2 separate regions of the Mus musculus genome follow, and region 1 is linked to region 2. Evidence: chromatin contacts called from public promoter capture Hi-C data. All regions are on one chromosome and are shown on one strand. Each heading gives the region's core, a stretch centred on a gene start, on an enhancer-like site or on the middle of the called end of the contact. The rest is flanking DNA. Distances are from core to core; before and after follow the strand shown.

Region 1 (5,451 bases), core at 1,303-3,802, 2.1 Mb before region 2:
GAGACTTTACACTTGCCGATTTGGAGAGCTTACCCTTTGAACACCGCCATTTGCATGGAATCTGGTTCATTTATTATTGTTCAAAACTTTTAGTAAATCTGTTTAAAAGCTGAGCCATTTCTAATGTTTCAGATAGCTGGGTTAATGTGGCATGGGAGAAGGCTAGACTAACAAGTATGATTAAAGCATGAATCACAGACTGAGTCACCAGTAACAGAGCAGTGCAGGAAAGTGTCCACTCATAATAATACACTGCAGTTCGATCCTATTGGGTGAAGGGTAGACACACAGTGCTGTCTTACATCACTGCTCAGATGGGCTTCAGTGGAAGCCCCTGGGTCGGTAGGCACCCCTGCCCAGCTCCTGCATACCCAACCCGTTGCAACGAATATACTTGGTCATTTTCTGGATTTTCTTTCCTGAGAAGCGCTCAGGGTCATGCAGGATGCTCCAATATTTCTGCCTTCTCATATAAATCATGTTACCTGGGTCCCAGTGGTGTAGATAGTCAGCTTAAAACACGATTACCTCTATGCTTGAGGGAATGATAACCCAGGTATTAGAATCTAGACTACAGCTGCCTATAAGACTCCCGCAGAAACCTCACCAACAACTAAAAGCTGCTTATCAAAGCAATCCACAGAATTGGTTATAAGGCAGTTATGAGACAGAAGCCATTTTCTTGCTTTATAATGTTTCAAACTGGATCATAACATTTAGGTGCTTAGAACAGCAGCTACATAAAAAAGTTGTGAGTATACCATTTGTTAACCATTGCTGGTTTTCTGTCCTTCAGTTTGTGTGACAAATGGTTAAATCACAGTACTTGAAAGACAACTAGCTCACTATAGCCCCTTCATAGTTGATGAACAGTATTATTGCCTTCCCTTGTACTTCCAAATGAGGCATCTATGAAACTGACAGACAAGCTCCACACTCAGAAATTAAAATAGCTAAGATGAGGGCTGGCAAGACGGCTCAGCTGACAAAAGTGATTGCTGCTAGGCCAGAGAATCTGAGTTCAATCCCTGGTTTATCCCTTGTGGAAGGAACCAGTTACAGCCGAGTGTCCCTTGACTTCCACTGTTCAGATGTGTGTTCCCATCCCTAGAAATAAATATCACAAAAAGAAAATGTATAGAACTGTCATCACACATTTCTAAAGTGTGCAGACTCGTACTAAAAATATGGATGTAAGCTTTTAAAATGAGAATTTAAAAAAAGTCATCAAGCATACTGTTTACATGGTTTTGTCTGTTTTAAAGTTTACATGCTATTTTTGCTTTTTGTTTTGTTTTGTTGTTTTGTTTGTTTGGTTTTTCGAGACAGGGTTTTTCTGGGTAGCCCTGGCTGTCCTGGAACTCACTCTGTAGACCAGGCTGGCCTCGAACTCAGAAATCCACCTGCCTCTGCCTTCCGAGTGCTGGGATTAAAGGCATGCACCACCATTCCTGGCTGTTTACATGCTACTTTTAATGTTATTGTATGGCTGAAAAAAATTGCAGCTAAAGGTTCCTGAAATTTAATTGGGAAAAAATGTAAAGCACTTCAGTGGATTTTCCCATGATTTGTACAAGTTTCTTTTTTCCTTCCTTCCTTTCTTTTTTAAAAACAGATGGTTCAAATATACAAAGCAGTGGAAATGTAGAAATTAAAAACAGATCCTTAAGAAAAGTAACGGAGTTCTCAAAAAAGCTACAGGTGAGTGCAGGATGACATAAAATAGTAGGTTATTTTGTTGTCAGGGTTTCAACAGAACGCACATTTATTAGGTCAACCTCTGCTAATTGACTCTTTGCAGGAATTCATATATATATATTCATCTCAGAGACAGTGTTTCTCTGTGTAGTCCATGTTGGCCTTGAACTCTTGGCAATTCTCCTGCTTCAGCCAGTTGAATGCAGGTATTACCTACCACCACCACCAAAGGAATTAATGATTCCTTTGAAATGCTTGATCAGGTCAAGTCGATGAAAGTCTCTGAACTTGTAGGTCCACCCACCCAGGTGTCAATTAGAGACACTAAAACAGGGGTATATAACATGTGAAATGAGTTAATAAAATCAATTCCCCTTTCTTACAGACTGAGGGATAACACCCAACACACCTCACTGATGGGTCAATGCAGCGGGGTTGGGAGTCAGGCGGGACATCCTTTCTATTTTGGACTTATGGGCAGGACCCTGAAGTGAAACTTGAACCGGCTGGGAAGTGGTAGTTCCCGCAGGGGTTAACGTGGGAGTCAGACTGTTCCTGAGGGGGACGCTGGGGGTTGGAGATGGTTTGGGGCGCACAGGGCCTGGCGCTCTCAGTGGGCCCAGACGGGGACGGGTAGGAATCGGGTGAGGCTACAACACAGCAGTGCTGGGTGCGGGGAGCAAAGTGCGCACCGCAGGGACCGGGCGGGGACCGGGCGGGGACAGCGAGGGGCGGGGAGGGTGGAGGAGGGTCTGCCCGGGAGCTGCAGGCCGGCCCGCGTGCGCTCCGCACAGGGGGCGGGTTTCCCTACGGGCCCGAGTCGCCGTGAGGCGCCGCCAGCTAAGCGCGCGCCACTGTCCCCAGGGTCAGCGAGTGACGCTGTCAGAAGACTCCTCTGCGCTACAGCTTGTAGCCTCGCCACCCCCACGGTGCGAGCGAGCGACGATGCGAGCCGGTGACAGCGCCCGGAGCCTCCGCCCGGCCTCGGGGCAGCTGCACTGAGCCCGGCGCGCGGGGCCCAGTCCTCCGCTCTCCCCAGCGCTCCCCCGCGTTCGCAGTGTCCCCGCACCCGCCGCAGCTAGCGGCCGCCGCGCCTGGGCCATGGGGCTGCCCACTCTGGAGTTCAGCGATTCGTATTTGGACAGCCCGGATTTTAGGGAGCGATTGCAGTGTCACGAGATCGAGCTGGAGAGAACCAACAAGTTCATCAAAGAGCTGCTGAAGGATGGCTCTCTGCTCATCGGGGCGCTGAGAAGTGAGTGACGGGCCCCCAAGTGTGCAAGACCCCATGGGGTGCGGGACCCTGGTTGGGAAGCCCCAGACCGAACTTCTTTTGTTTGAATGGATTGGGGACAAAAGCTGAAGAGCTCCCCTGCTGGTGGCCAACAAAGTCTGTTCTTAGTGGTGCGGATTTACTTCCCAGGCAACACTGGGGAGGAAAAGTTTCCCCTACAGCCCTTGAGAGTCAACTTTTGAGACTTGTCAGTGAAAAGTTGGTAGAGACTTTCACTTTTGTTTGTTGTTGCTAAAGTTTCGGTGCCTGGTTGTTGTTGTTGTTGTTTTTGGTGGGGGGTTGGTTTTGTTGTTGTTGTTTTAAATTGTTTTGATTTTTCGTTTTAAGGTGGTGGAGAGAGCCACGCCAGTCAGGGCAACAGAGTGAGACCCTGTCTCATAAACAAAACAAACAAACCAAACAACAACAACAACAAATCAAAGCAAGCCAAACTCTCTGGGAAGAGTGGAAACAAGGGAGTCTGGAGAGTTAAAGTGAAGCTAGTGAATTTAATAATACTTTAGGAAAAGTAATTTCATACAACAATGACTCGTCATTGATTTGACCTTTTAAAAATACACGTCTGCAGTTTGGCCATTGGTAAGCTGTTTGGACCCAATAGGGTACCCGTGTATTTTAAAGCCCTTGTGAGTGTTCTGTTCGTATTAAATTTTGGCTTGCATCGTGTGGTGTGCAGTGTTGGTCATTGGTGAGAGCTCAGGTCTACATTCAGTCAGACCTGGTAGATGTCAGTATCTTTCCCACACTTCTCCCTTCAGGATATTCTTTACTCGTTTCTCCTTTAGAACTTCCCCTTCCATTATTACAACTCAAGCTTTCTCATACTGAGAACCAAGTGGATTACTTAGTACACGCTAAACGTTAACCATTGCCTTTCCCAGAATCCACTTGTGTCTTACATGGAAAATTGGGAAGGCTTCAGCTTCTGAAAAGAGAAGTGCTTCGGACTCTGGCCTCTTATGAGGGCGCTTACAGGATGGAGAGGCCTCTGGGTGATCTGGTAGTCCCCAGGACATGTTCAGGGTTGCTGTAATTGCACAGATGGAATGCCCATTGTCAATTAATTGGGATTTGAGACTACTATGATAATGATTATTTACTGTGGTTTGTGACAATGTGCAATGCTTCTTTGCAGTTCCTTGAGTTGTTACTAGGGAACCCTCCTCGCCAGGGATGCCTCCTCATAGAGGCTAAACCATTCCTGGTGTGTTATGCTAGGCAGGCTGACTACACTTGGGATCTCAGGTGCTCTGCATTTGGTGTTTCGCACGTTGGAAATACTTCCTGACACGTGTGTTTTTTCACTGGTGCTGTTGCACACTTCCCTGGGATTCTTCAGCTTAGCTTTATAAAGGCAATGTGTTTCTCAGCCCTGTTAGAGCTGTTCTGTCATGCACACCAGAGGAAGTGGTGAGTGTATCAAGACCTAGAGAATAACAGGAATGCCCAACCTTCTGATATTGTTATTTGAAGATCTACTGTTCTGCATCCACAGCTACCCTGAGACAAATGCAGCCTGTAGGCTGGCCCTGACTAGGCTGGACATATTGAGACCCTGCCTCATGAAACCAGCCGTATGCCCTTAAATGTATAAACCTGTTATCTTTCCAGAATGCTGTGTGATGACAGTGCATTCTTTTTTTTTTTTTTTTTTTTTTTTGGGTTTTTGAGACAGGGTTTCTCTGAGTAGCCCTGGCTGTCCTGGAACTCACTTTGTAGACCAGGCTGGCCTCGAACTCAGAAATCCGCCTGCCTCTGCCTCCCAAGTGCTGGGACTAAAGGCGTGCACCACCACGCCCGGCATGACAGTGCATTCTTGTAACTAACACGCACTTATTACTTCTTTCATTATGAAAGAAATGTTTTATTTCTTACCAAAGAATTCCCAGAACTTGTGAGTTGGCTCGGTGGGTAACCATGCATGCCATGCAAGCCTGACCACTTGAGTTCACACTCCGGAACCTGTGGTGGAAGGAGAGAAGAAATTCCCAAGACACTTCAGATGATCACAGGCAAGCCAACACACACACACACACACACACACACACACACACACACACACCCCCCAGTATCAGCTATCAAATGGGGAAGCAAACAGTCCTTGAGGTCACAGTAGAGTACTGCCTGTTGCTCACCAATACAGTCTTCCGTATGGAGGATCCTTCAGGCCAGGCCACTGCTGCTAGACACCCTCCCTCTTAAGCTGCTGGGATCCCACTACCTTGTTTGAAGGTTCTGAAGTTGTCTTAGTGCTTTCCCAGTCTCACTGAGGGAGCCCTGATCCTCCAGTTGCCCTTCTGACTTTTCCTCACCTTTCTGAGGGGGTTTTCAACTAGTTTAATTGTTAAGCCTATGGTCCATTTCAGCATTTTAACTAAACATTGTTTCACTAATGATTTTCTAATATAACCCTGTTTAACTAATGATATCAGTGTCTGGTTTCTATTCTCAATTATATA
Region 2 (5,387 bases), core at 2,337-4,836:
GACAGTTATTTTATCACATAATCCCCCCCCCCCCAACCTCCACAAAAAAGATGCTAGGCTATGAAGCAGAATGCTCTACTTTGGTTGCATGTTATTCAATGGTAATTATGCATAAATAAAAATGGATTTAGAAATAAAGACCCAAAATAACCACTTTGTGAACCTTTTTATTTGCTAGAGTATAATGAAGCTTTGGCACTTTACATCAGTGACTACGCATTTTAAAAGGGGCATTAAAACTTACATTGTTTTCAAGTAAAAAGTAAGCTAGATCATGCTTGCAGTTAAAAGTAACTGCTGTTGAGGCCTCTCAAAGTATTCAGCATCAGAGAAGGAAAATGAATTAGTATGTTTTGAAATTTCTTTCTAAAAGCCTTAACACACTATATGTTGTTGTTGTTGTGTGTATGTATGTAAAGACATGGAAAAAAAGAATGTGTAGGGGTTAATACACCCTTTCCACTGGGAGTTCCAGGGACTAAACTCTGGTCGTACATTTATGCACCAAGATATCTTACTAGTACAACACTATTTTTGCCATCATACTTCATTATCCTAAAAAGCACAATTAAAATTAAAAATTAACAGTCTTTATCTGGAAAGGTGTTTTGCAGTAAGTCGGTGTATGCACAAGAATTCTTTAAGCCAGCACAATGGAACTTTACACCCAAGACATTGGAGCCTGATACCTCACATGAGTTAGTGAATGGCTTAGGCAAAAGGCATTGTGCTGGGTGGACATGCTGGCTGGATAAGCAGCAGGAGGTTATACCAGAGCAGCAAAGCAGCTCAAAGTTGAGTAGCTTAAGAAAACACATTTCTTGTTCCCATGACTGTCAAAGGACTTCTGGGGGCTGTACTCTTTCCTTTCAGAGCAGCTACTGTCTGGAATATCAGTAGTTCCTGCCTGTGGCAGAAGAACAGAGGACTTCATTTGCCCACTCCATGAAGACCTTTCCTCTTTATTCTGAAAGACATCAGGTGTAGCAGTTATTAGGCTATCTCATATGTGCTATAGCTTCCCTCATTTCATAAACAAAGTGTGATTACTTGTCCATTTACAGGTGGACATGGTCATTGCCTGGTCAATAAAACATGGGAAAGAGGTATGTAGACCTGTAGGGTGGCATGGTCAGTTTTTTTTTTTTTCTTTTTAAATTATCTTTTTTGCTATTTTGCTTCTCATTTTGAGACAAAGTCTCACTCTGCAAGTTACTCTGAAACTTAATGTATAACCTAGGCCAGCCTCAAACTCAGTGATTCTCCCAATTAACCCTCCTAAGTACTAATATTACTGCAGTGAGCCACCACAGCCAGCTCAATAAAAACATGGAGTCTTAGGATCATCCTGTACCTAGTGGCCTGCCCATTCAATGGCTGGAACCCCATCTCACATTTCCTTGATTCCTTTTGAGCATTTTCATTTATTTACTTTTGTAATTGAGAACAGTTGAACTTCCTCTTTTCCTACTCTCAGATCTTAAGGTTCACAGAGACAGAAGGGCTGTTTTTCCAATTCTGAAAGACCGTAGTTTAGGAGACACTGGTTATTGAGTGCAAATTTAAAAACAAAACGACATACACAAAATCCAAAACAACAAAAAGCCCCAAACTAATTTAAAAAAAATATATTTTAGAATGGCAGTTTAAATCAGTGCGTACAGATGAAAGGCTAAACCTGATACTTGATTGTGTGCAGTGAAAAAACTAGAGTTGAGCATCAGAAGGAAAGATGCACGGATAGAAGTGCTCTCAGCACGTCCAATCCATGAGTGCAGAAATCAGCCTGCAGGCTCCAGAAATCCTACTTTGGGTGCGCACTCAGCGGGAAGTGATTGCAAGAGACGGAGTTGAGTCTGATGGATTTTGGGAGTAACGATCAGTTTAGTAGTTTCCAATGAGGCAAATGATGAAGCCTCTTGTCCTCATCTGTGATTTTTCTCAGTGTCTCTAGTTAGTATTAAACTAATCCATCATTTTGTTTATTTTGGCTATTTAGAAATTTGCAGAGGCTGGAGAGATGACTCAGCAGTTAAGACCACTGGCTGCTTTTCCAGACAACCCAGATTCGATTCCCAGCACCCACATGACATCTCACACATGTCCATAATTACAGTTTTAGGGGATCTGGCAAAATACCAATGCACATGAAATATTATAAATAAGTCATTAAAACATTACTGTGGTAGGGTAATTGTGGCAGACAACCACAAGTAATAGTTTAGCATCCCTGCATTTGGATTGCATTATAAATCTTCATCCCTTATCCCCCCAATAACAAACTTGACAGCTCATCTCCTTTACCTGCATGCACACTCCCCAGTCTATAATGCTTCTAGCAACCTCAATCCTGCATCTGGCTACACATACACTGCTCTCTGGATAAAGGTAAACTTGTGCACTTCTAAAATATCATACAGGCAGTTTCCATTCAAATAGACTCCCAATATATCCAGGTACAAAGAATAGAGGGCCTAACTAGCCTGAACTGGCTTTGGTATGCTCTGTTAATGTCTAGGAACAATCTCCTATTTACATTCCTATGCCTATGCCATTGGGCATGCATATGATTAGAATTTGATGCCTTGTGGGAAGGGACATGCCTTGGAAAATAACGATGCCTGAATATATTAATCAAAAATAGAAATGAAGCCAAAACATGAACCTTAATAAACAAAGTTCTTCTACTAAACCCCATACAGAGAAGCCCTAAAGAACGATCTCTGTGTGTGATCAGAGTTGTGGCCCAATCGGCAGTCTTAACAGTGTTATCAGTCTCTTACTTGGCTGCTTTGTGGACCTTTCTTTGGGCATCCTTATTTTAACTTCTTTGGATAAAAGACCAAGAACCTAGAAACACCTGACAAATAGTAACATATGACTTAAAGTTTTACTAAAATTACTAAAACCAACAAAGACAAACCCAACGGTAGTAAGTTAAGCGACCCTGGAAGGAGCAGATAGCTTGAAAGAATAAAGAAATACAGAACTTTCTAACAAGTTGTTTGCTTCCTTGTTTTGATTTATTTACTTTATATGTATTTATTTTATGTGTATGTGTTTTGCCTGCTTGTATGTATGGGCAAAGTTCAGAAGAGGGCGGAGCGTCATCCCCTCCCCTAAGTGGGGATAGGAAAGCTTAGACACCTCATGTATGCGGGGAACTAAAAAGAGCAAAAAGTGCTCTTAATCGCTGATGTACCTCTCCAGCTCCACTGACTGTGACACTGGGTGTCCTTATGTACCCAAGGCTGCCCTCTAACTCTCAGGATTCTAATGTTTCAGCATCCTGGATACTCTGGCTACCGTCGTAGACCATCATGCTTGGATAAATGGTGATTTTTAAATAGTAATAATCTCTTTTAAAGGCTTACTGCAACTTTGTTGTAAACTCCTAACTCCCCATTTCACAGATGTCGACCCTGATACTTGATTGTGGTTTGCACGAGAAGTGGAAACAGGAGAGCTCAGCATCAGAATGGAAGATGTAGGGATAGAAGGAGCTCGCAGCACATCCAATCGATGAGTGCAGGAATCCTCAGCCTACCTTGCAGGCCTCAGATGTCCTACTTCCGGTGCGCGCTCAGTAGGCGTGAAGCGGTCGCCATAGCGACGGAGCTTGGCAACTGCTGAGTGTAGTGGTGAAGGCACTGAACCTCTCCAGGTCCCTTTCTGTCTCCGCGGCCATGGCGGGAAGCCTCGGAGATGTCCGCAAACTCTTTCTTTTTACGACCACCCAGAATTACTTCGGGCTGAGACCGGAGCTCTGGGATCAGCCTCCGTTGAGCAACTGCCCGGAGGTGAACAACTTCTTGGACGACGGGAACCAGATGCTACTTCGGGTGCAGCGGTCCGAAGCTGGGCTGGCCTTTTCCAACACGGTAAGGCGATGGCGCGGCCTCCCCTGTCCCTCGTGCCCAGGTCGGGCCTCGGCTCCCTTCCCTCAGGTCCCAGGTCCTCATGCTAGGCAAGCCTTGCCCAGGAGCCCTGGGGCTCAAGTTGTTCCTGCCTTCGTATAGTAGGAGTTTCCCTGTCCACACATCCAAATAGGAACGAGCCGTAGGCACCTCAGCTCTTTCTTTTCAGACAGCCTGGTTCTTCCAGGCTGGCCTCCCAATTCTGAGCCTTTAGCAATTTGACTGCATAACTGTTTAAGACATCTGTATTCTCAGCTTCCTTTGAACTGGAGCGTGGCCAGTGTAGTGTGAACACAACTAATATGTTACATAACTGAGTGTACTTATGTTTTCAAACTTGATAAACGCTAGTCCTTGAATTTCACATAATTTTCATCCTCGTCAAAGATGACAATTTTACAGTAAAATGTCTGCCTCTTTCCTGTGACAAATTATTTTAAAAATTAGGATAAAAGTGCCATAAAACGTCTCTAAAGAGAGTAAGGTTTATAAGTCTTTAATTTATTGGCTTTCTGGAAAAAGGAAAAAGGAAAAAAATCTGTTGAGCGTTATACTTTTTGGTTAATAAATTGATTACTATAAATTGACATCTTTAGTATTGATTTAGTACATTCCCGTGAAGTCAGTTTATTTCACCTTTTGGTTATTTATTTACGTTTGATACAGTCTAGCTTCCTAGTCCAGATTGTTATTGACCATGTCATCCTTTGGTCTGATCCTCCCCAGTGCTGAGAAAACAGCCATGCACAGCAAACCCAGCTTGTGTACCATTTCTAATACTAAGTTGATGTTCAAACTCTACAATTTTGGCTACAGTAAAGATAATCTTAGGAGATAGACTCATTCATTTTGGCAGTTTTAAATGCATGTGCAAATTTAAAGGCACCTTTAAAAAATTTAAAATGCCCCCCTGTAGGTGACAAGGTATGTATGTATGTATGTATGTATGTCTATACATGCATACACACTTTGGGGCAGTAGGGAAGTACACATGTATGAGGGGGCTTCAGTCTTAATCTGCAGGATTACTGAGTCGGATTCAGTAGGAAAGTTAGCTGGGAGTGTCAGCAATACATAGGGTTTTATGCCCACAAATATTTACTAGTGTAGCTTTATGATAATCATATATTAAGCAGGAATTAGTTTTTAGCCAGGCAGTCACTGAGAATCAGAAGTGGATGGTTTGAATATATTGCCTTTAACTATTTTCATCCAAGCAGGTAGTGATTCGACAGCATGTCAAATATAACATCTCTTTCTTTCAAATTCTTAGTTTTATGAAGAAGACATAGCATCTTTTGTTTATCACTTTAGATTGATTTTGATGACGCAAAAGACAAAGTGCTGGTGTTTTTCAAGCTCCGACCAGAAGTAATTACAGATGGCAATCTGCATAACAACATTCTGGTTTCTTCTATGCTGGAATCACCTATCAACTCCCTTTACCAAGCAGTACGACAGGTGTTTGCA

What was found. Promoter capture Hi-C pulls out the DNA fragments that hold promoters and counts their contacts.
Region 1: a contact with region 2 is called in a promoter capture Hi-C map of the C10 cell line, with 5 times the contacts expected there. The contact joins the promoter of Arhgap42 here to the promoter of Dync2h1 in region 2. A contact is called at or near these places in 2 of 39 promoter capture datasets (the C10 cell line and cranial neural crest).

The regions. Positions count from the first base shown.
Region 1 is chr9:9,236,128-9,241,578 of GRCm38.p6, reverse strand. Arhgap42 (Rho GTPase activating protein 42) reads left to right here and starts at 2,552. Exons shown (of 24, transcript NM_001372563.1): 1 at 2,552-2,953. The coding sequence starts at 2,800. Gm16833 (predicted gene, 16833) reads right to left here and starts at 5,291. Exons shown (of 4, transcript NR_045754.1): 1 at 5,128-5,291; 2 at 4,868-4,954.
Region 2 is chr9:7,175,257-7,180,643 of GRCm38.p6, reverse strand. Dync2h1 (dynein cytoplasmic 2 heavy chain 1) reads left to right here and starts at 3,586. Exons shown (of 89, transcript NM_029851.3): 1 at 3,586-3,881; 2 at 5,232-5,387. The coding sequence starts at 3,687. It also overlaps a transcript of Dcun1d5 not described here.